Regions from separate parts of the Sus scrofa genome. Here region 2 is linked to region 1. Evidence: chromatin contacts called from public Hi-C data. All regions are on one chromosome and are shown on one strand. Each heading gives the region's core, a stretch centred on a gene start, on an enhancer-like site or on the middle of the called end of the contact. The rest is flanking DNA. Distances are from core to core; before and after follow the strand shown.

The links. Hi-C and Micro-C count contacts between places; a contact is called where the count stands out from the background.
Region 2: a Hi-C map of liver shows a contact between it and region 1, with 4 times the contacts expected there. The contact joins the promoter of PEX1 here to the promoter of CYP51 in region 1. A contact is called at or near these places in 3 of 47 Hi-C or Micro-C datasets (heart right ventricle and liver) and 1 of 2 datasets of contacts at active chromatin or transcription factors (alveolar macrophages).

The regions. Positions count from the first base shown.
Region 1 is chr9:72,077,311-72,080,974 of Sscrofa11.1, reverse strand. CYP51 (cytochrome P450, family 51, subfamily A, polypeptide 1) reads left to right here and starts at 1,828. Exons shown (of 10, transcript NM_214432.1): 1 at 1,828-2,028. The coding sequence starts at 1,855. It overlaps LOC102158687 (a long non-coding RNA gene), which reads right to left and starts at 1,246. Exons shown (of 3, transcript XR_002347031.1): 1 at 1,110-1,246.
Region 2 is chr9:72,443,032-72,446,468 of Sscrofa11.1, reverse strand. PEX1 (peroxisome biogenesis factor 1) reads left to right here and starts at 1,751. Exons shown (of 23, transcript XM_021102380.1): 1 at 1,751-2,101. The coding sequence starts at 1,853. RBM48 (RNA-binding protein 48) reads right to left here and starts at 1,658. Exons shown (of 5, transcript XM_003130141.5): 1 at 1,515-1,658; 2 at 787-977. The coding sequence starts at 1,658.

The DNA of each region.
Region 1 (3,664 bases), core at 579-3,078:
GAGATCCCAGGATTGTGAAACCACACTTGGTGAACTGCTATGGTAGGTATGCAGAATATAAAAACAAGACACCACCCCTATATTCTGAAGTTCATCTTGTAACAGAGGAAACCTATAGAGATGATTACAACACAGCTTTAATGATAGAAGAAATGGCAGCAGTCTGGAGGATAAAGACAAGCGTGGCAGTGGAGATCAGGTAGCATTCCTGCAGTAATGCAGACAAGCAATGAGGAGGACCTGAGCTAAGGAGGTGGCACAAGAATGGAGAGAACTTTTTTTTTTTTGCTTTCTAGGGCCACACCTGAGGCATATGGAAGTTCTCAGGCTAGGAATCCAATCAGAGCTGCAGCTGCCCACCTACATCACCAATCAAGAGATTCTGGCCACATATGCCACCTACACCAAAGCTCAGCAAGGCCCTATACTTAACCCACTGAAAGAGGCCAGGGGTCAAACCCACATCCTCATGGATACTAGTCGGGTTCATAATCGGCTGAACCATAACAGGAACGCCTGGAAAAACTTTTAAGGCGGTGGAATTACAGGACCTGGCGACTGATCAGCCATGAGGACCAGAGGAATAGGGCAATTTTGTGGGCGGTGCTGCCTTTCCTGAGAGGCACTGCAGGAGGAGCAAGGCGGAGATTTACGTTTAGTTTGGCATCAACTTTGAGTGTCAGATCTCCAGCCAGCGGTGTCACAACAGGCAATTAGCTATTACCGCTTCTTCCAAGAGGGCCTTGCCGAGTTTTCTCACTCCCTGCCGAATCCTCAGTGCCTAGCACGACACCTAGCTCTTAACGCTGATTAAATAAAGAAACGAATCTGGTCGGGAGTCTGTGACAGTCATCTAAAAGGAGGGTTCCATTTGGCAGTCATTTTCTATACATGTTCATTTGAAACCACAGGAGAGGATGAAACCAGCTCGACTGTAATCATAGGATTTAACTCCCGCTTAAAAACCTTTCTGGTCCTAAAAAGCTAGAATAATTGTCGTTCTTGGGAAATGTTGCCTGAAATAGGTGACGACGGCCTTGAACATTAAAGTTGGTTCGGAAAACCTGTTTTTGTATAACGCAGAATACTCAACAAGCGAGACTTGTTACCTTGAAGCGCGCTTTTGAACATCTATCAGACTGGTTTTACCCGGGGTGAGGTGGGACTGACATCAAATGTCCCACCTTTCAGTGTCTGGACGGCGTCTTTCACAAACTCCATTTTCATAAAACGTAGAGACTCCCCCAAATCCCAGGAAGCAGCCCAGGAGCAGGTTCGGCTGTGGCGGGTCCGCGCGCCCGGGCAAGGGGCGGTGCTTCAGACACCCGCCCAGCTGACGCGACATAGGCCGAGATCACCTCACGCGCGCGCGGTGCAATCACGAAGCGCGCTCCCCCTGCCCCACCTTCACAACCCTCGCCTTGAGATCCTTCCGCCCATCTCATCCCGGTCGCGTGACCTGGCGCCCCGCACCCAGCACACCCAAGTTGGGGTGGACCGCGATTCTGAGGTTATCTCCTCTTAGGCCACATTCTGGTCTGTCTCTGTACCACCCGTGCGACAGGTGCAGCATTATTCTTCAGGTCCTCTCTCCTGCGTAAGGAGATGACCGCGGCACGAAGTACAATTTATGGGGCGTGGGCATAGGAAGCCCCTCCCACTCCTGTGACGTACAGGGTGGTGCGTGAGGGAGCCGGCAGTAGGGGGTGCGGCTGGGTTCAGCAGGGGGCTTGCGGGCCGGCGCCGCTTTCCGACGCCCATCTGCTGGCTAGTCTCCCTCAGTGGTTTCGGAGGAGCCGCGGCGACCTCGGCCTCCAGAATCCCCAGCAAACTGACGTGAGGGTGGCGGCCGGGATGGTGTTGCTGGGCTTACTGCAAGCTGGGGGGTCGGTGCTTGGGCAGGCGATGGAGCAGGTAACTGGCGTCAATCTCCTATCCAGTCTGCTCCTCGCCTGCGCCTTCACGCTCATCTTAGTTTACCTGTTCCGCCAAGCCATCGGCCACCTGGCCCCACTGCCGGCTGGAGCGGTACGTCACCCCTAGGGGTTCAGGCGAGGGACGCTCCAATGAGGGCAGCTGCTCCGATGAGGGCGGCCGAAGGGCTAACGGGGGCCTGGGACAGCGGTGGTGCTGGGCTGGGCAGTGGCCGCGGGCGCGCTGGGGACTGGGGTCGGGGGAGGGTGGCAGTGGCACTGTCTTGGCGCTGGCGGTGGCAACTGCCTTGACCTTGCTGGACTTGGTGCTGGGTCGTGTTTATAGTGGTGGCCTCGTGTCTGGTCCTGGCCGGGGTCGAAGTGACCGTGATTTTGGTCGTAGTGATGGCTATGCTGGCCAAGGCACCGGTGGTCCTAATGGTCATGACCGGCGTAGCAGGTGAGGCGCTGAGCGTCTTGATGCTCTACTGGCAGCTGAAGGGGTGTTTTTGGCCCCCGGGGAGTGCAGGTCCTGGTGGTGTTATTAGTGGCAGCTTCAGTCCTGGTGGCCACCCTTCTGTGGCATAGTGTCCTATGGCGATTTCCATCAGTACCAGGGGGATGTGTTCAGTTTGATTTGAGTGGCTGTGGCTGGAGTGTTGTAGGGATCTTCCTATAATGCTAATATCAATTTCTCTAACTTAGTGGCTTTATTGACTACTAGCTTCATACGTCCTTAATATATTTGATGAATGCTTCCTTAACCAGCCAACACCAACTAGCTTTTAAAACTACCCTTTTACTGACAATGGAATGTACAAACCATTGACCAGGTAGCTTTTTCTTTTCTTTTCTTTTTTTTTTAAGGGCCACACCCAAGGAAGGGCATATGGAGGTTCCCAGGCTAGGGGTTGAATCTGAGCTGTAGCTGCTGGCCTATGCCAGAGCCACAGCAACGCAGGATCCAAGCCCTGTCTGTGACCTACACCACAGCTCACAGCAATGCCGGATCCTTAACCCACTCAGCAAGGGCAGGGATTGAATCGGCAACTTCATGGTTCATAGTCAGATTTGTTAACCACTGAGCCACGACGGGAACTCCCTAATATTTTAAGATTGCTGCTATTGTCTAAAGAGTGAGTTTGTAGAGCTCCTTACAAATTCACTCTTTGGACTCCTTGTAATGTGTGGAATACTGTCCCTTTTTATCATTTGACTGCATTGCAAGTTTGATTTCCAGAAGACTTCATGTTATAATCTGCAAGTCTCATTTTGGAGCATCTTAAATACCTTAAGTGCTAAGGTGTTCCTGCTAGAGCTGATCTGCTCCTCTCTTTACAATCAGTGAATCTAGCTCTTTTTTTTTTTTTTTTTTTTTTGTCTTTTGTCATTTTAGGGCCACAGCTGCAATATATGGAGGTTCCCAGGCTAGGGGTCTAATCGGAGCTATAGCTGCTGGCCTATGCCACAGCCACAGCAACGCCAGATCTGAGCTGCATCTGTGACCCACACCACAGCTCACGGCAATGCTGGATCCTTAACCCACTGAGCAGGGCCAGGAATGAAACCCACAACCTCATGGTTTTTAGTCAGATTCGTTTCCACTGCGCCAAGATGGGGGCTCCCTAGCTCATTTGTTGAGAGAAGCCTGAGATGTGTTCTGTTTACTGATGAATGTAGCTTCTTAAACATTTCCCTTCTTTCTATACCTCAAATTATTTTTTCCTCATACCTTCTTTATGCAATATTCT
Region 2 (3,437 bases), core at 502-3,001, 370 kb before region 1:
AAGTAGAAAGGAAGAAGAGGGTTAAATTGGGGATTTGGGATTAACAGCTACACACTACTATATGTAAAACAGATAAACAACAAGGACCTACTGGTTAGCACAGGGAACTCTATTCAATATCCTGCAATAACTTATAAAGGAAAATAATTTGAAAAGGAATGTGTGTGTGTATACACACACAAATAGGTATATGTGTGTGTGTGTGTATAACTGAAACACTTTGCTGTACACCTGAAAGGTTGTAAATCAACACTTTCATTTTTTAAAATGAGGGAAAAAAGAGATAGGGCATTTCGTACTTAATTGTTGGAGAAAATTTTATGTTATATAGAAGGAGATTCAATTACACAGGTCCATAAAATAAGAGATCCAATACCTAATGTTTACTGCCTTCTGAATAGAAGGCACTGTGCTAAGCCCTATACATGGATCCATGTCATCCTCACACAACCTCCGTAAGTAGGTCCTTTTACCATACTGGTGTCTAAAGAATAAGAAAACAGTCTTAATGGGGTCAAGTAACCTGTCCATGGTCATGATGTTAGTAAACAGTGAAACTTGAAAATTTACTCCCAAACCAATTTTTAATCTACCATACTACACACACAAAAAAATTGTTAAGCATGGGAATGACGTGATAGAAAGAGTTTGGTAGGGCTAACATTTAAAAAGACTAGAAGAATACAGGGTCATGTTAGTTACTGGGTAATTCAGAAATGAATGAGGGAGGCCAAATGTAGGCAACGGGAATGGAGAAAATGAGACACTGTTTAACTTGCATATTACCTTGCACTTTGTAAATTGAGAAATTTAATAAGATAAACTTCTGTAAAGTCTTCTGCTGGGTATTCATCTAGAGCATTATACTGTTCAATTGCACCATACAAAGCAAATCGCTCAACTAATTCCTTCATGGCTCCGACTGCAGGAACTCCTTGTATTAATAAGTACCGAGATTCCAAATTGATCGTGTAAACCTATAAGAAATCAGACACATTAAATGTATTTCACAAAGAAGCCTGGGACAAATCTAATCCTATATTTTTTTAAAGTTGAAAAAAACACCTTTCGACTGGTTTGCATAAAAACAGGAAATCTAAAAACTTGCCCCTCTCTCTACATAATGAATAGTTTACCCTTCTTGCAAAGGCCTTTAGCTAAAGCACGTAACATTATCTTCCATCAATGTGTTTTCCACAAATTAGCTCGGTAGAAGTTACAGGGACGAGTTAACAAGTATTCGCTGAGCGTTTACCATGTAACAAGGACCACTGTAAACACGGAAGATACAGTGACTGAAACACAGCCCTCTTCTCACGGAGCTGAGGTTCTAGCAGTAGACTAAAGAGCACTCAAGCATCTTTGGTACTTGAGTACCAGCGTTTTTCATATTCTTCTTCAGTTAATCGATGTGACCGCAGCCTCTCAAGATGTTATTTACGTAAGCTGGGCATGTGAAGCTGGAACTCACAGAAAGCTACCGGGGATAGCGATTGAAACCAAAGTCACTTTACCCTGACAGCGCGAGGGCGGCGCCCCTCTCGATACTTGGCCCGCGAGTCGCATACAGCCCTTTGGACGTGGTGATCGAATAAGCCTCCTAGCTGCCCGCCGCTCAACGCCATCTTGCCGGTGTTATCCCTCGCGAACGACAACATCCGCCCCGTTGCCCCACCGTTTACCCAATAAGAGAGAGGGGTGAGTTAAGGCGTTCCGAGATTGGCTGAAGAATCGACACCGTCGGCCATCGTTTCCTGTGAGCGAGGATTTGGTGAAGAACGTGTCGCCCCCCAGCGGCGCGGCGGAAAGGCCCTGAGAACAGGCGCAGGCGTGCTGGCCCCTCCCGCTCCGGATGCGCCGCGGGGCCTTAGGGGGCGGGGCCGATCGATCGTCTCCGGGTCCGACGCCCGCGACCTGCGGGGTTGGCCCGGGAAAGATAGGTTGGGCGGCTGGGGGTCGGTGCCTGCAGACAATGTGGGGCGGCGATCGCCTGGCGGGTGCTGGCGGAGGCGGGGCGGCCGTGACGGTGGCCTTCACCAACGCTCGCGACTGCTTCCTCCACTTGCCGCGGCGCCTTGTGGCCCAGCTACACCTGCTGCAGGTAAGGCGCCCGCTTGGTGCCGGGCTCTCACCACCGACTTGGGACAGCTGCTGGCCAGTCTGCGGTCGGCCGAGACCCAGGCCTTTTAGGGACGCAGCGGCCGCTCAGGCCTCTCCCGGCGGCGGGATTAGGGCTGCTTTCCCAGCCCCGCCGACCGGTTCAGAGGCCACACTGAGGACCCCTTGCGGGCAGGGCTGGCCTGGGCGCTCTTGACAGCCACATCACGTCTAGTGCAGCACGGCTTCTTTGAGTTGACCTGCTGTATTCCAGGTCTTTTACTCGCCGGAACTGGGCTTTGAAACGCCCCGATATTCTCCCTCTTCGTTCAACTATTCCTCACTCCAGGTTGGAAAAGCTCTTGAGAAGTCGGGTTTGTTTGTCTTTTGGGATTCTGTTCTGTTTTGTTTCATTATTAGAAAACGTTTTTCCTGCCAGCGATTTCCAGGTGCTTGCATGGCTGTGGTCCCGGCCTTCAGAAAGAGGGGCGGACTTGGTTTGTGAAGTCTCTATTGGTTAACAGAGGTGGAGCCCTGTGTCCCACGAGCGGGATAGATTAATATGAACCTTCTTCCTGTGTCTCCAAACACCTCCGGGGTGCTCCAGGAATGTGCTGTGGGAGTATGCATACTTGGTCATAGGTAGTTAGAATTCCTTGAACCTCTGTTTTCACTTGCGCTCTGCACCTTGTGGTTGTGGCGGTTCATAGCTCTAACACTTGCATGGTTACAGAGATGCAACATCTGTATTTTCCTAATTGTAAAGTGGAGACACCTGGTTTACGAGTTTGAGCGTGCTTGCTTAAGGGGCTAAAAGGATAGGCTGTTTGAAATCTTCGAAAATCCTGAATGCATAGTACCCACTGGTTTGCAGTAATTTCAACAGTTTGCAATAATTTCAAATATCTCCCTTTTCCATTTTAGCTACTTCTCTGTAACTCCTTTTCTAGAGTATTTTCCCCTATCTTTCATAGCACATTAATTTCAACAGATCCTGCCATTATTTCTTTTACTATAAAGTAGGCAGTCTCTTGGCCCTGATAAGCTTCCTTCTGGCTGGAGATGAGTTAGTTATTATCACCTGGTCCCAGGTAGCTGCTCCCTGCCCTGTGCTTTCAGCTTTGATGATTTTCCACGTGCCTTCAAATCCCCACCTAATGAGTTTATAGTAATGTAGAGTAACTGATAATTTTATCTAAGATGTGGATGCTGTTTTACCTTCATCACTATTTAAGAATTTAGTGGTCTTGATCTTTGTTTTACATTTTGAGGCTTCAGTAAGAATTAGTTCATGAAATTTTTTTTTGAAATATAAATCCCTTTAGCCTTGGAAAAAACTT